Regions from separate parts of the Anas platyrhynchos genome. Here region 1 is linked to region 2. A link is a contact called in public Hi-C data. All regions are on one chromosome and are shown on one strand. The core of a region is the stretch at or near the end of the contact, and the rest is flanking DNA. Distances in the headings are between cores, read along the strand shown.

What was found. Hi-C and Micro-C count contacts between places; a contact is called where the count stands out from the background.
Region 1: a Hi-C map of liver shows a contact between it and region 2, with 1.7 times the contacts expected there. The contact joins two enhancer-like sites. A contact is called at or near these places in 2 of 8 Hi-C or Micro-C datasets (liver and subcutaneous adipose tissue).

What each region holds. Positions count from the first base shown.
Region 1 is chr1:114,964,578-114,971,615 of IASCAAS_PekinDuck_T2T, reverse strand. The region is part of intron 1 of LOC106020281 (a long non-coding RNA gene); the gene reads right to left. Among named protein-coding and RNA genes, the nearest start is that of RPS6KA3, 4.5 kb to the right of the region's middle. Within about 2 kb of position 2,970, at least 1 of the 8 cell types and tissues checked has an H3K27ac peak or open chromatin away from gene starts, as enhancers often do.
Region 2 is chr1:114,907,288-114,914,001 of IASCAAS_PekinDuck_T2T, reverse strand. RPS6KA3 (ribosomal protein S6 kinase A3) reads left to right here. Exons shown (of 22, transcript XM_038167731.2): 10 at 331-401; 11 at 4,155-4,243; 12 at 4,507-4,571; 13 at 4,675-4,777; 14 at 5,216-5,340. Among named protein-coding and RNA genes, the nearest start is that of RPS6KA3, 53 kb to the left of the region's middle. Within about 2 kb of position 2,836, at least 2 of the 8 cell types and tissues checked have an H3K27ac peak or open chromatin away from gene starts, as enhancers often do.

The DNA.
Region 1 (7,038 bases), core at 1,721-4,220, 57 kb before region 2:
AATAAGGATGACTGGACAAGGAAAGAGTAATGTGCTATGTGAGGAAATAGATGTGCACAAGGTGGGTGGGTGAACAGGGAGAGCAGGTGATCTGCTTCTTCTGCCAAGTGCCAACTTGGGGCTGCCTATGAGGGATGAAGAATACCTCAAGAGGAACGCAAGAGTGAAGTTAAGAGAACCAGGACTGTACTCAGAAGATAAAATGGGAGAAATTTGCAGAGGATTAAGAGGACTGAGAAAAGGCAGTCAGAGCTGGCTGGAAGGAAATTAGTGACAGATTTCCTGCTTGTCTCCAAGGAAAAATAAACTCAGTGTGGAATGTAACCCTTTAAACAAGAGCATTGGTGTGTCACTAATGTAAAAGGAGTTTTTGTGGACTAAAGTGGACAAATTTTGTAATATAGACAAGTGGTTCTTTTAAGGAGCTCATAAAGGATCTCTTTGTCTTTAGAAACTATTAAAACAAAAAAAAAAAATCTGTAGCAATGACATTAATAATTAAAGAATCCTTGCAACAGACTAATTCAGCGCTCTCTGGAGATGGCCATCTTATTGCAATTTGCAGTCTCTCTTAACCAACGTCATTAGTAGTGGTTCTAGAAAGCACAAAGGAATGAGACACTGAAATACTGCAGGAACACTGTCAACACTGATCAAAGCCCTTGTCGTAGTTTTTATTCAACTAGGGCAAGCAGCTCATTTGTGCACAGCACAGAGGCATTCATTCGGCTAAAGCAGGCAAAATAACGTCATTCCTTCCTGAAAATTGTGATTTTTTTTTTTTTTTAAATAGCTTCTTTGAAGCCAGACAAAGTTTCATTTTTGCTACAAGTGAATCGGTAGGGGAGGAATATGATCCTGACAACCTGCTTAATCCCTTCTACTGTCTGTGGTGATTTAATACCAAAGACTCTATTAACTTGTAGGCCCACTGATGGCTGAAAATTTGCTTCTTACTGCAAACATTTAGCTGAAGCCACTGGACATTTTATCTGGGTGTAATTGATTTAATGAGACACTGAATGGATGTTTGCTTCATTAATCTTGTATCAAGTGGCTCTAAAAAAGAAAACATTGGCATATCTCTACAACTGCTCAGAGCTTCTCTATGGTTTATCACTGTTAACACATCAGCATTTCCAATTTCCTGTGATTCACTAAATACTGACACAAAAATTCGTATATAGAATTACCTGGCTATTAATTTTCAAGGCACGAATGATCCTTACATGATCTCTAGAATTGTTTTGGATTTCTCCTCTTCCCTGTTTAAACAGCCCTCACCTATTCTCAGCATCCCTTTTCTGTTTCCTCCTACATACTGCTCTACCTTCGTTTTCACTTACTGGAATGACCAACAAGTCAAAAAACTTCCACAGCCTCCCCTCCTCCACCTGAAATATCTTGTGTGATCTAGGAGTAGGTCAAGTCCATACCACTTATTAGCTTAAGCACACCGTAACTCAGAACCTTTTACAGCTCAAACAGCACAGACTTTATAGTTTCTGACTCATCTGTTGCATGCATACATTTTTGCAACACCGCAGCTCCAAATAAGGGACCACATCAAAAAACGCAGCAATCAGCTGCTTTGCAACACTGCATAAATGTTGATGTCTCCTCATCTTGCTACTCCTTTTGGCAAGGCAGTGATTCTGGAGCAAGTCTTTGCTCCATCAGAAAGGGCAAAGTGGGTCAACACAGCAGGGACAAAGTGTGTAACCCATGAGGGGGACAAGGATGTTTCAGACAATATGCTTCTCTTCAGTCCTTCCAGAAATCGAGATGATTTCCGTCACATTCATTCCTCTCTTTCAGTAAACTCTGGTTTTGGGTGATGGAAATGAGTACTCACTGTGGGACTGCCTCATCACGAGGTCCTGAAGCTACTGCTGGAGGTCTAAAATGTCCATATTCAGAGTAGGCATCTGCCCTTTACATCAGTAAATCACCCAAGGGGCCCATAATCCTGCTGGAAGGAGAAGTGCCTGCACTGTTTGGAGTTTGCCAGCCCCTAGTTGGGTTGTGAGTAGTGAAAAAACACTTCGGGGTAAGTCAGTCATCAGTGACATTTCTTATTCACAGAAGACACATCAACTAGGTATGGGAGTGAATCAGTCACATTTCTGAATTACAGCGAGGCTGGGGCTCACAGCAGGAGCTCCCAGGTGCAAGAGAACGGGAGACACCATAGAAGCAGGTGGGAAAAATACTACGTACTGTACACCAGGTACCATGACAACCCCTGGTGATTTACATTTGATGATGTTGCAGGTCTTATTTTTGTACTGGAGAGGATTTATGGACAAGATGTCTGGCTACAGACCTGGGCCCCCCTCAGAAAGGCACTGCTTGGTTTTCTACAGGGAAAAAGACGAGGCACAACTGTGAGATGCTGGTGAAAGAGTGAGTGAACCATCCAGAGGAAGCACGCAGACCTTTTACTGTTGCAAAGAAACAGGGGTAGAAAACTGTATGTGTATATCTGATCACTTTAACAGGAGGTATTCCAGAAGAGATTAGCAGACTGCTGGGAATGAGGATCAGGTGTTGTTCAACATGATAAAGGATAGATGTTAGCTCAGTCAGGAGAATCCTTTTGTGTATAATTAAGGGGCAGGAAAGAGAAAATAAAGCTTTCTGGATCTAAGAGGGATTCTTGGCTAAGAGACACTGGATAATCTATAAAAGGAAGCAAAGAGTTAGATCGTTAGAGCAGATGATTTGGTGGGTAGCTTTCGAAGAGAGCCAGTAACGGGGGAGGATATTAACACAATTTAACTGGGAGCGGGCTATAGCACAAAATCAGGAAATGGAGGTAGCAATGTTACAACACAGAAGAGCTGGATAAATTGTGCTTTTCTTGTCAGTAGCCTCTTTAAATCAGACCTAATTTGATAACAATAACAGAAGGATATGTGATCCTTAAACTCCTAGGTCTGGGGGAGGAGGGAGGAGACGGGCAGTGTATGTACAGCACTGTGGCCTCCCTGGGCCTTGTGTGTTTTATAGCAGTGACTTGTGAGGCTGACAAGTTTGTTACTGTTATACTAGCCTTGTATAAACACAATAGAGTCTCATATTCTACTTCCATCAACTTTGTATCTTTTTCCTTGTGAACAGCTACCCTATGTAATATGTAACCCAGCAGAACCCTGACCCACAGAGACTGATCCTTGTTTATACCGTACCATTTCCTTTTTGTGTCAAAATACAGAATCTGGAATTTGGGTATTCTTCTCGACGTCCCACCATAACAGGGTGGTAACTTGAACTCAGTATTTGATAACAGGTTCCCATGCAAGACTTTGAAGCTCAGCAAAAGCTTTCTCATATTCTGCGGTGAACAGGATAAGCATTGTCACTCGGAAGATAAATCTGAGCTATCCATATGTACAGAAATGCTAAAATGAGAACATATGTTGGAGACAGGTAATGAGACCGTATTTTATTGAATTCCACATTTCCACTCAGGATATAGAAACCACAGGCACAATATTTCCTGCTAGTACTGTAACCACAGATAAAACTCAGATCAGCAATACCATGAAGTCTGATCCATTATGCTTTACTCTTGTGATACCAGTGTACTGTGATATAAACAAACATACATATGCATACACAGACAAGCTAGAGTTTTAAGTGGTGAGTCAGATACCACATCCCTAATATAGGTAGGATTTAGAAGTATTCTTATTGGCATTATTGTATCTTCTACTACATTTGCAGGATCAGAACTTCAAAGAAAAGCCTGCCAGAGGAAATTGTAGGAAATGTTTGCATTCCAGTACGATTCCATCATCCAGGGGTCTGTAACAGCAAAAGCACCCTTCAGCAGATTATTTTTTTTTTTTTTTTTTGAAAGGCCAGGTCAGGTCTTTATCCACAACAGTTGTTCACTTCAGTTTTTTCCTTTTTAATTCTGTTATAACTCTCCGTAACCCTGGTTTACATAGATGATTCTATACATATGGGGGCAGACTACATGACTTCTGGTGCCTCTGCTACAGCAACTCACACCAGCTGGGAACTTCTTTCAGCACTTTGTTTCTCTCCCTGGTCTTCATCAGCTCTCCAAACATCAATGAAACCATGCTTTCAATATCCCAATGAGGTTAAGGAGACGTTCCTTCTATTTGCATCCAAAGCACAGAGCAACCAGTTCTAATTACCACTAAGGCTTCCTTATTCTATTCTGGCAGGATGTATTTACTCTTCCCCAATCAAGGCCTCTTCACTCTTTTGAAAACATCATTAAGAAAGATTAAGCGTCCTTAGATGAATCTCATCTATATTAAGTGACTTACCAAATTACACAATTGTCCTTTGTGATCTGCTAGGAACTGAATTCAGGTGTCCCGAGAGCAAGAGACTCTGCCTCTGCTAGCTAAACAAACAAATTGTACTGATTTTCTCTTTAACTCCTCTGATGTTTTTTACATGTAAATTTGAACAGTAACTTCTGTGTATTTTTGTGCATTAAATTCAAATTATATGCCTCAGTACTATGATCATAATACCTACAACTGAATTTCAATTTGCACTTTCAGAACGCATTTACCCTTTCATATTCTATTCGCTGTAATCAGAACATACTGCACAATAATTCACACCTAATACACTACACCTATATGAGTGTGGAATTTGTGGTTTTTGTTGCCATAATTTCAGTTTGCTATGCAATTCCCTCCCTTTTCTTCGTATTTTAAAAATGGAAGTTCTAGCTTCCAATTACTACTCTTATAGCAATACTAGCAAACTAAACCTTTTTTATACTTACTAATTGTTCTTCTGGTGGTATGACTATGGTGATTTACTAACTTTGCCATGAATTTTGCCTTAAATACAAAGAGGAAGTAGATGCATTAGATGCCACTGCAAATAAGCAAAGTTCCCCAATTTCTACGACTCACAAGTAATATCTCCCCTTTCAATATGGTTTGATTTTAGATTTGCTAGAATATTAAAAAAAAAAAAAAGTGCAGCTTGTGAAGCTCACTTAATTCATATGTTGACAGGTTAACAAGATTTTATACAGTACTGTAATTTCAGTGCCATATGCTACTTCTTCCTAATGAATGTGATCACTTTTTCGGGTGCAATGCATGTATAACATCTGTGTGGATGCAAAATTATTGCAACCACTTATGCAAAGGTGAAACCAACCCTTGCTGAGTCTGGTGACAGAGTTAATAGCAGTGACTACATTCAAGTGGTGATAGCTGTGCTTAAAGGAAATGAAGTTAAAAGGAAAGGTCTGCTGCCATGGGTGAAACAAAGATCTTGCTTTGGCCTGAGACAAAAGGAATGAAACATAGGAGCTGCTGTCTCGAGGCAAAATACCTTCAGTATCTTACTTCTCACTGTGAGGACAATCCAACTCTGAGTCTAGCAGGATCTGAAAGACGGAATGCCCTACATCTCCCAGAGATTAACTGGTATGTTTCTCTTCCCGTGGAGAAAATTTCAAGATAGTTTTTTTGCCCTGAAGTCTGTTCTTGCAAGGCAGCCCGTATAAAAATCCAAATGCAACTTCTTCCCTTATAAAATTTAGATGTGTGGTGTGATAATACTCAACCCCCCAAACAATGAAAGGGCATAATTCTGCCTACCCTCTGCACTTCTGTGCCTGAGAAAAGGTCAGATTTCTACTGTTTGCAGTCCTCTTATATGCTACCACATAAGATCTTTGCCCTTGTTTTTTCTGGGTTTGATGACTGCATACATGGAAAGACAGAAAATGACCAACATACAAAATTTAGAGTAACACCTGAAATGTAACACCTAATCTCCTTCTAAAAAGAGTTTCAAATTCAAATAAGTAATTCAGAACAGGTACCTATGGCAGGAAAGGAATAGACAAATATGAAAGGAAAAGAGGAGATCATGGAAACTTTAATTTAGAGGAAAAAAAATCTCCACATAAAGAGGGATTGCTTGAATTATGTTAAACAAAAGCTTTGTTAATATCTTTTTCTGTTTTGGTTGCCACCTTCCAGGTGACCAGATTCTTTAACAGCAAGCCTCAGATGTATGTACCTGACTGTGTAGTTGATGCAGGTACGAAACAATGAGAGTAAAGTGAGTTATGCCTCTGAAGGAACAGAAATTGTGTTTCCAGAAGGATGTAGGGAATTTTTTTTTCTTCATGGACTTTTACATGAATTCAAAAATCCGTATTTCCTTATTTGTGTGTCAAATGCTGTATGGCTGCTGTGAATATGAGCTTTCTATTCAGAGTTCCAGAAGCCACCTTGAGACTAAAGTGACCTGGTGCTAATGAAACTACCAAAAAAAAAAAAAAGTCAGTCCTTGCTGTTAGGCTAAGCTTGAAGGCTGCCAAGCACGACTTAATTGTCCATTTTTTTGTTACCTCGCTCTAAATTTCAAACAAACAACTGGCCAGCGTTTTACAAATTGCCCGTGTTTTTGAAGGAAGCCATCCTGAATTCTCTTCAACCTTTAACTCAAATTTCAATAGGGTTGTGTTGTAAGTTTTTTGTTTGTTTGTTTTGGTTTTATTTGTTTTGGGGTTGATTTTAGTTGTTTTGTTGTTGCTTTGCTGTGGTGGTGGTTTTGTTTGTTTTGCGTGTTTGTTTTGTTGCTTGAGGACAGCAGAGAAGACAAAAACGGTAGAATTAGATTTTACCTAGATCTACTCCCCGGTCTAACTCACCACGTGGCAGCACAAGTAATTGCACCACTTCAAAGGGGAGGGTGATGCAAGTGAACAGGCAGTGAGCAAGGGGAGGGCACAGCTGCTTCTCCTGGCAGTAGCGAAGGCTTAAAGGGATCGTTCAACTCTGACCTTTTACTCCAGACATGAAAGCCTCTCAGCTGAAGCCTGATTCACCATGAGCAACTCCCCAACTACTCCTTCGTACCTCTTTGTAGGCAGATATTTACGCTCACATGAATATAAAGTGGGATGAAAAAAATGCTACCCAGCAGGAACGGAAGTAGCCTGTGTTCACCACAGTGACGTGTGCGTGGACAGGACATGCATTTGTGCACACACAGACAAACTGATTTTTAACT
Region 2 (6,714 bases), core at 1,587-4,086:
CCAGCCCTCTTGAAATCTAAAATATAGTTGTATAGCTCAAGTCTTCTAAGAATGGACTTTTTAGGCAGAAATGATGCACAGATTGTAGTCTAAATTGTTTAGATGAAAGCATGTGAAGCAAGGTATTAATATAGGAAAATATTTTGCAGCGTTAAAATGGCAGAGGCTGCTCAATGTTCATAGTAATTTAAGCTGTACAATGAGAAGTTGTTTTGCACAGACTTGATTGTTAACATGCATGAATTTTGGAAGGTTAAGATGCTAAGTAGTTTTGTCAAAAATTAGATTTTGTCCAGGTAATGTAATTGATGAAAGTTTTACTCTATACAGTTTGAAATGCTCACTGGTACTCTACCTTTCCAAGGGAAAGACAGAAAAGAAACCATGACTATGATTCTCAAGTGAGTACACTCTTATTTATATATCTCATCAGGTATTCTACAGGGATGCCCTCCGGGCTGCAATATCTAATTTCTACTCTTCCCTCATTTCCAAAGGTACTGGTAAATCCTCACTCCCTATTAATTTCCTTTGCCGCCTATCTAATTTGCCTTTCTATTCCTCCCCCATACCAGGTACAAAGAATTTCATAGCAGTTCTTTAATCTGTAATAACAACTTCTCCAACCATATTATCTTCCCCATCTTATTTCCATAATACTTTAACCTTCTTATCCTTTTTGATACCCTGTACATTTTTTTCCTTGTTTCATTTTAGTTTTTTTGAGAAAGTACTTTCTCTTTTAATCCTTCTTTCTTACCAGCTCCTCACCATACTTTTTTATATTACTACTGCTGCCAACAACTTGCTTCCCTGAAACTTCCCCATTTGCTAACGTGCATCTTCCCTTACATACTTTCCTATGACTTTCCCAAGCTACAATTTTCCCCTTGACTATTTCTAGTATAGGTTTTGCATTAACTCTATTGTGGAAATTACTTTCCTTCATGCAGTTAACGTTCTTGTTTTTGCTGATGAAGGCCTGCTCTTTTTCTCCTTAATTAAACCTATGACATAATAGTCCCACTTTCAAGACTGTAACCTAACTCTGTACAAACAATTCTGTTTTATCGTGCCATAATTTCACTTCTGTGTCCAACCATTTCTTACTAATACTGCTTCTTGTTTTATTTTTTTCTCCTGGAAGCTCATAAGACTACTCGTTTGTTTCCTTTTTCATTGTTTTATCCCATCTTTTGTCCACATATCCACCTATATATTGAAGCTATTGCTTCTTTTGCACCAACAATCTATTTTTAAAAAATAATATGAAATTCTTTCTTATTTTTTCTAAGTAATTTCAAAGTGAAAACTGCTAGAAAACAAATTCATTTCTTTTTCTTGATTTTTAAGTTCAAGATGCATGCACATTGTTTTTCTTTGCCCTCTCTTTTCTTTCTCATCTTCCATTTGTAAATGTATTTACTGGTGCTAATTTCTACTACTGTTTCAACACCATGCCAATTCAAATCTTCATGTTGTGATTATTGAATGTCTTTAACTAAAAGGTTCTATCTATTCACAGCAAGTGTAAACTAGTTCTGCCCACCTCCTGTTTCCAAGAAACTAGTCTGATCTTTTTGTTCACTCACACTTATTTCAGGAGCCATACATTTTTTTCTGTCCATGTCTCAAGTCATATCTTTCTCTTTATTGTTCATGTGAGTCCACTCCATTCCTCAGTCTTTCCACTGTTGCTAGAAAAATCTTCTGTGTTCAGCTGCCATGTAGAATATCCTCCTTGCAAGTTAATTGACATTCATAATTACTTTCAGATTTCATCTGAACGTGTATCTCTAATGCTTTTTTCAACTTTTTTTCCTCACTTTCTGGTCTTTCTAATTGTTACTTGTTTCATAGAGCTGCACAAAAAATGTGGTATGAAGAAAGAATTTGTACGTGTTTTAACGTTCCATACAGTTCTGCTTATTACATACATACAAATCTGTTTTGCTGTTGGTAACATTAACAGCTGAAAAAAAAAAAAAAGGATTCTTAAAGTCTTCTGATATTTTCACATTTTTTGTCCGGCCCCATAAGAATTAGTGAATGGCAGTATGCTTTCTTATTATTTTCCATATATTAGTTAACATACTGTATTTCTCCTTATTTTTTTCTTAACCATTGAAAATGGACAGGTGTGCATCTGAATTCATATTGTCATAGTGTATCATATAAGATATATTGCTTTTCTTACCTTGTGTTCCTGAAAATCCACAAAAAATGCATTCTTTTTACAACGCATTTTCCTGGGCTCTTTATTTCTCACAATGCTGCTGAGACAAGTTTTTATTTTTGTGTGTTTTTCCTAAAACTGAGAAACTCTCCAATTTGGTGGGGGGGGGAAGCATAGTTGGCAGCAATAAAGTTAACTTTTCTAAGCATCTTGTTTCCTTTACTGAAGGTATGCCTTCATATAAAATTTGGTCTTTGTCCATCAGGAATGTCAGAAAAAAATGCTGTCACTCATGTAGTTTATAACCTAGGAACTCTCAGAACCTGGGGACTGCTTTTTCTTTCTGCTGTGTCAAGTGGCCACTAAAGGATTTTGTGAAAAGTGATTCATGATGGAAAGGATGTGATAAGTCTTAGTCTCTGGTTTACATGAGGTCCTCTGACTCACTGCGCTATAGATTGGGGTACATAGCATTCATCTAGCAATTCCTTGTGTTCTACCTTCGTTTATAGAGTTACTTCTCTAAGATTAATTGTGGTTTATATTTTGCCAGGTTTTAGATTTTTTTTCAAAGTACTTAACGGCCAGCACAACTGTTGGAGGTGTTTCGGATTATAATATCAGGGCAAAGATTTCCACCCACCCTGGCAGGGTTCTGTGGTATTCAGTTCTGTTCTCTGTCCTTCAGAAACATTGTTTTGCTACAAACGATAGATACCATTACGCATCTGCAGACAATGTGTTCCTTGCTTCCTTCCTACAGTATAGCTCTCAGCTACTTTGCTGTGAGTAGGAATGATGTTAAGTGCAATGAAATAAATGCATATAAAGTGCATGAATAAGAATTCCCCTGCTAAAGGTGCATGGCAATCAGGGAAATGCTGGTTGGCTTCCACCATTGTACAGGTGATCTTGATCTGCCTGTAGTGAAGCGCCCAAAAAAGGCAACGTGTTTTTTTTCTTCCCCAATACTTTCATGCAGAAGGGAATTTAAAAAAATAATAATAAATTAGTTTTTTGAAGCAATGAAGAGTGAATTGATGGCAGTAAGGATGTAGTTGCTGAAGTGACAAAGGTGGACTTCTACAAATGGCTGGAATGCAAGGCAAAGCATGTCTGCTTGAAATGCAGAGAAAGCTTTTGTTGTGGATTGTTACAAGTATAAGCTAAAGGTTGAACAAAAGATGGAAAGGAGGGAATTATATCCATCCTGACCATTAGAAAATGGTTATAAGGGAAAAAAAATGAAACCCTAGTAGCAATGAAATTACTGTAGAAGCTATTAAACGAAGGGGGGGGGGAAGGGTGAGGATTTCAAAATGAAATGGCAACTAACAAAACCTAAAATCTGAAATTCAAGCCTGGCAAGCTGCAAAGTAGTGTTTGAAATGAAATGGAGAATGGGGGGGGGGGTTAAAAAAAAAAAAAAAAAAAAGATCTTTCTCTTTTTACCTGCTCATCTTGCAAGATCTGTCCTACCTTTATTCAATTTGTATCTTCAAGTTTTCCATTGTTTTGCCCAGGTGTTCTTGGTATATGTCATACATGGTGCTTTTCTTACACCTTCTAAGATATGTTTTTATCATACCGTCAAATGGATCTGCTTGCTTGATGTCACTTGTTTAAAACTGCAATCAAAATGGATTACAAAAAATACGAGTTTGTAAACTGTTATCCTGTAACTATTATTTTCTACCACTTTTTTTTTTTTTACCTCTTTTTTAACATTTTACATCCTCTGTGTAAGTTCCCAAGTCATTACTGAAAACATTATACTACACAAAATGGAAAAAAAAAATGAAATTACAGGTTTACATGACTGACAGCACTTTTACCCTGTTTCTGATGTCTGAAGGCAATTTCTCAGTGATGCTATTTTTTGTGATTTGGATTTGTTGAATGACAAAGGGCAGGAGAAGTGCAAAGTTAATTCTTACCTTAATATGTTTGTATGCTATTAATTATTTTTGTTTTATAGGGCGAAACTTGGAATGCCCCAGTTTTTGAGTCCCGAAGCACAGAGTCTTCTGCGAATGCTCTTCAAAAGAAACCCAGCAAACAGATTAGGTAAAGTTTTTAATAGAATATTTTAAATTGGATCATAATTCTGATAACATGAATGACATTAGATTGACTAAATAAGTTTGCAATTTCACGTCTAAAACAGGCTTTGAAGCAAGAACATAGTTTGACTGTTTGCTCTTCTAATGATCACAGAATATTACTGTTTTTGCTATTCATGTTTCTAAAATTAATGAAGTAGTAATAAGAAATAATAATTTTGCTAGTAATTCTTTTTGACTAAGAAAATCACTTCTTCCTTATAAAAGGAGCAGGTCCAGATGGAGTTGAAGAAATTAAGAGACATCCATTTTTTTCCAAAATAGATTGGAATGTGAGTATCTAATTCAAAGTAAAATTAATAAGCTTCTTAATTAGAAAGTATTTGGTGGTGTCATACAACTTTTTAATCCATTCTGGGCTATTTTTCTCCATAGAAATTGTACAGGAGAGAAATTCATCCTCCTTTTAAACCTGCAACTGGCAGACCAGAAGATACATTTTATTTTGATCCTGAGTTTACAGCTAAAACTCCAAAAGGTAAAAAGAGAAGAACCAATCCATGTGTTCAGAAATTAGAAACATTGTTCCTCTTCAACTTATGTAAAGCATCTTGTTCTTGTAGGTGTTGATGGGGAGTTACCAAATCTGAGTACTACTACTCCTCCATAAACATAACAACAATATGCTCATCCATACGCTAGTATATGTAAACACTTTCTGCAGATTTTCTGCAGTTTTTAACTTACAAAATATTCTGACAATAATATGATCTTTGTAGCAGCTAGTTATCAGTGGTGTTTATGCATGGCATATGCAAAACAATTCAGTACTTACCTGTATTTTGGGCCTGAGAAAAACTTTCTACAAATTCTAGTTTGTGTGCTTTATAGAATAAGGTTGTATTTTACTCTTCAGAATAGACATAATCTCTTCATTTTAAAAACTGTGCTTGTAAGTAGATGACATGTTTTTCAGATTCGCCTGGTATTCCACCTAGTGCTAATGCACATCAACTTTTTCGTGGATTTAGTTTTGTAGCTATTGCATCAGATGATGAAAGCCAATCAATGCAGACAGTTGGAGTGCATTCAATTGTCCAGGTGAGTACATCAAATTTAGCAATAAAATAAACATATTAAAAAGTTAATAAAGCAGTGTTACTGTCTCTCGGTGGAGGGGGTTTTACCTTCATCATAAAATGTCATGACAAAGTCATTATCAGCTTTTTATTCAGTAAAAGCAAGGATTGGATTATTTTTCTGAACAAGATTTCTAAAGGTGCAGGACCTATTTCATTACTCCACAGCTGTGAGTGTGAACGGTCTTCAACCCTTTAAATGAAAACATTCTAAACATTCTGTCATCTGAATTGTAATTGCTCTTTAATATCTAGCCATTACTATAAGCCAAAGGGGAATACAGACATCTTGATCGCTTTCCCCTACGCCCCACAATATTGGTTCTGGCAGTGCAGGTAGGAAGCACTGTAACACAACTGTAAAGTCTCTCTGAATGTTATTAGACTGCTATGTATTTTAGAACTATGGTTATATTCAGTCTCTCCTGAGGTACTTTTTTATTTTAAGTGCTAATCTGTGACATTTGGTGGCTATTTTTGCTTCGTGTAAGTCAGTGTTAAAGTACACACAAGCTTTGGCTTCCTACTGGTATAGAATGGTTTCCCATATTAATTATTGTGAGGTTGTTAATTTTAATAACCTGAAGTGTCACTATTTTTATACGTTCCATTACTTCTGATGCTGCTTATTTTTAAACAACAAAGCTTTGGTTAGGCACAATCCTGTGTGAGACAAGAAAGGGTGACTTCATGCTAGAATAGGGGAGAGGCATGCCTTGACTCCATATAAGACTGAGGTCATTTTAAAAGCGTGTTTCAGCAGTGGAGAGTTTGCAGTAAGCAGAACAAAAGTAGATGCATGTAAGGGGGGGGAGGGAAATGAAATACCTCTGTAAAAATTCTATTTCCACCTCGTTTTTCTGCTTTTAATACCTGACTACTGAGGAAGACTAAGTCATGAAAACCAACTGGTAGTCTAAATTGTGGTGAAAACTTCTTAATGGTGTATAGGTAGGAATATAATAGTATACTGTATGATTAGATTTCCTTGTAGTTTCACTGCAAGGATGTTTTGTAAGTGTGTGAGGAGTTTTTGTGTTTTTTTTTTTTTTTTTTTTTTTTTTTTTTAAAACAGTCTATGCATAACCAAAATAGCTTTTCTTTAATCCACATACAGTGTCTCAAATAGTTGAAATATTCTTGCTTGTGCTCATTACCTGTTCCATTTGTGATAAACTGTTAAATTTCAAGAGTTCTTTAGAACAGAAGAGGATCTAAGAAGTTGTTTGATATAGTATACACATCAGAATAACTTCTGGTCCAGAAGTTCGGGTCTTGCTAACAGTTTCTGCAGGCTTCATTGTACTCCTTTCCCACATAGTTCTGTGGATCAAAT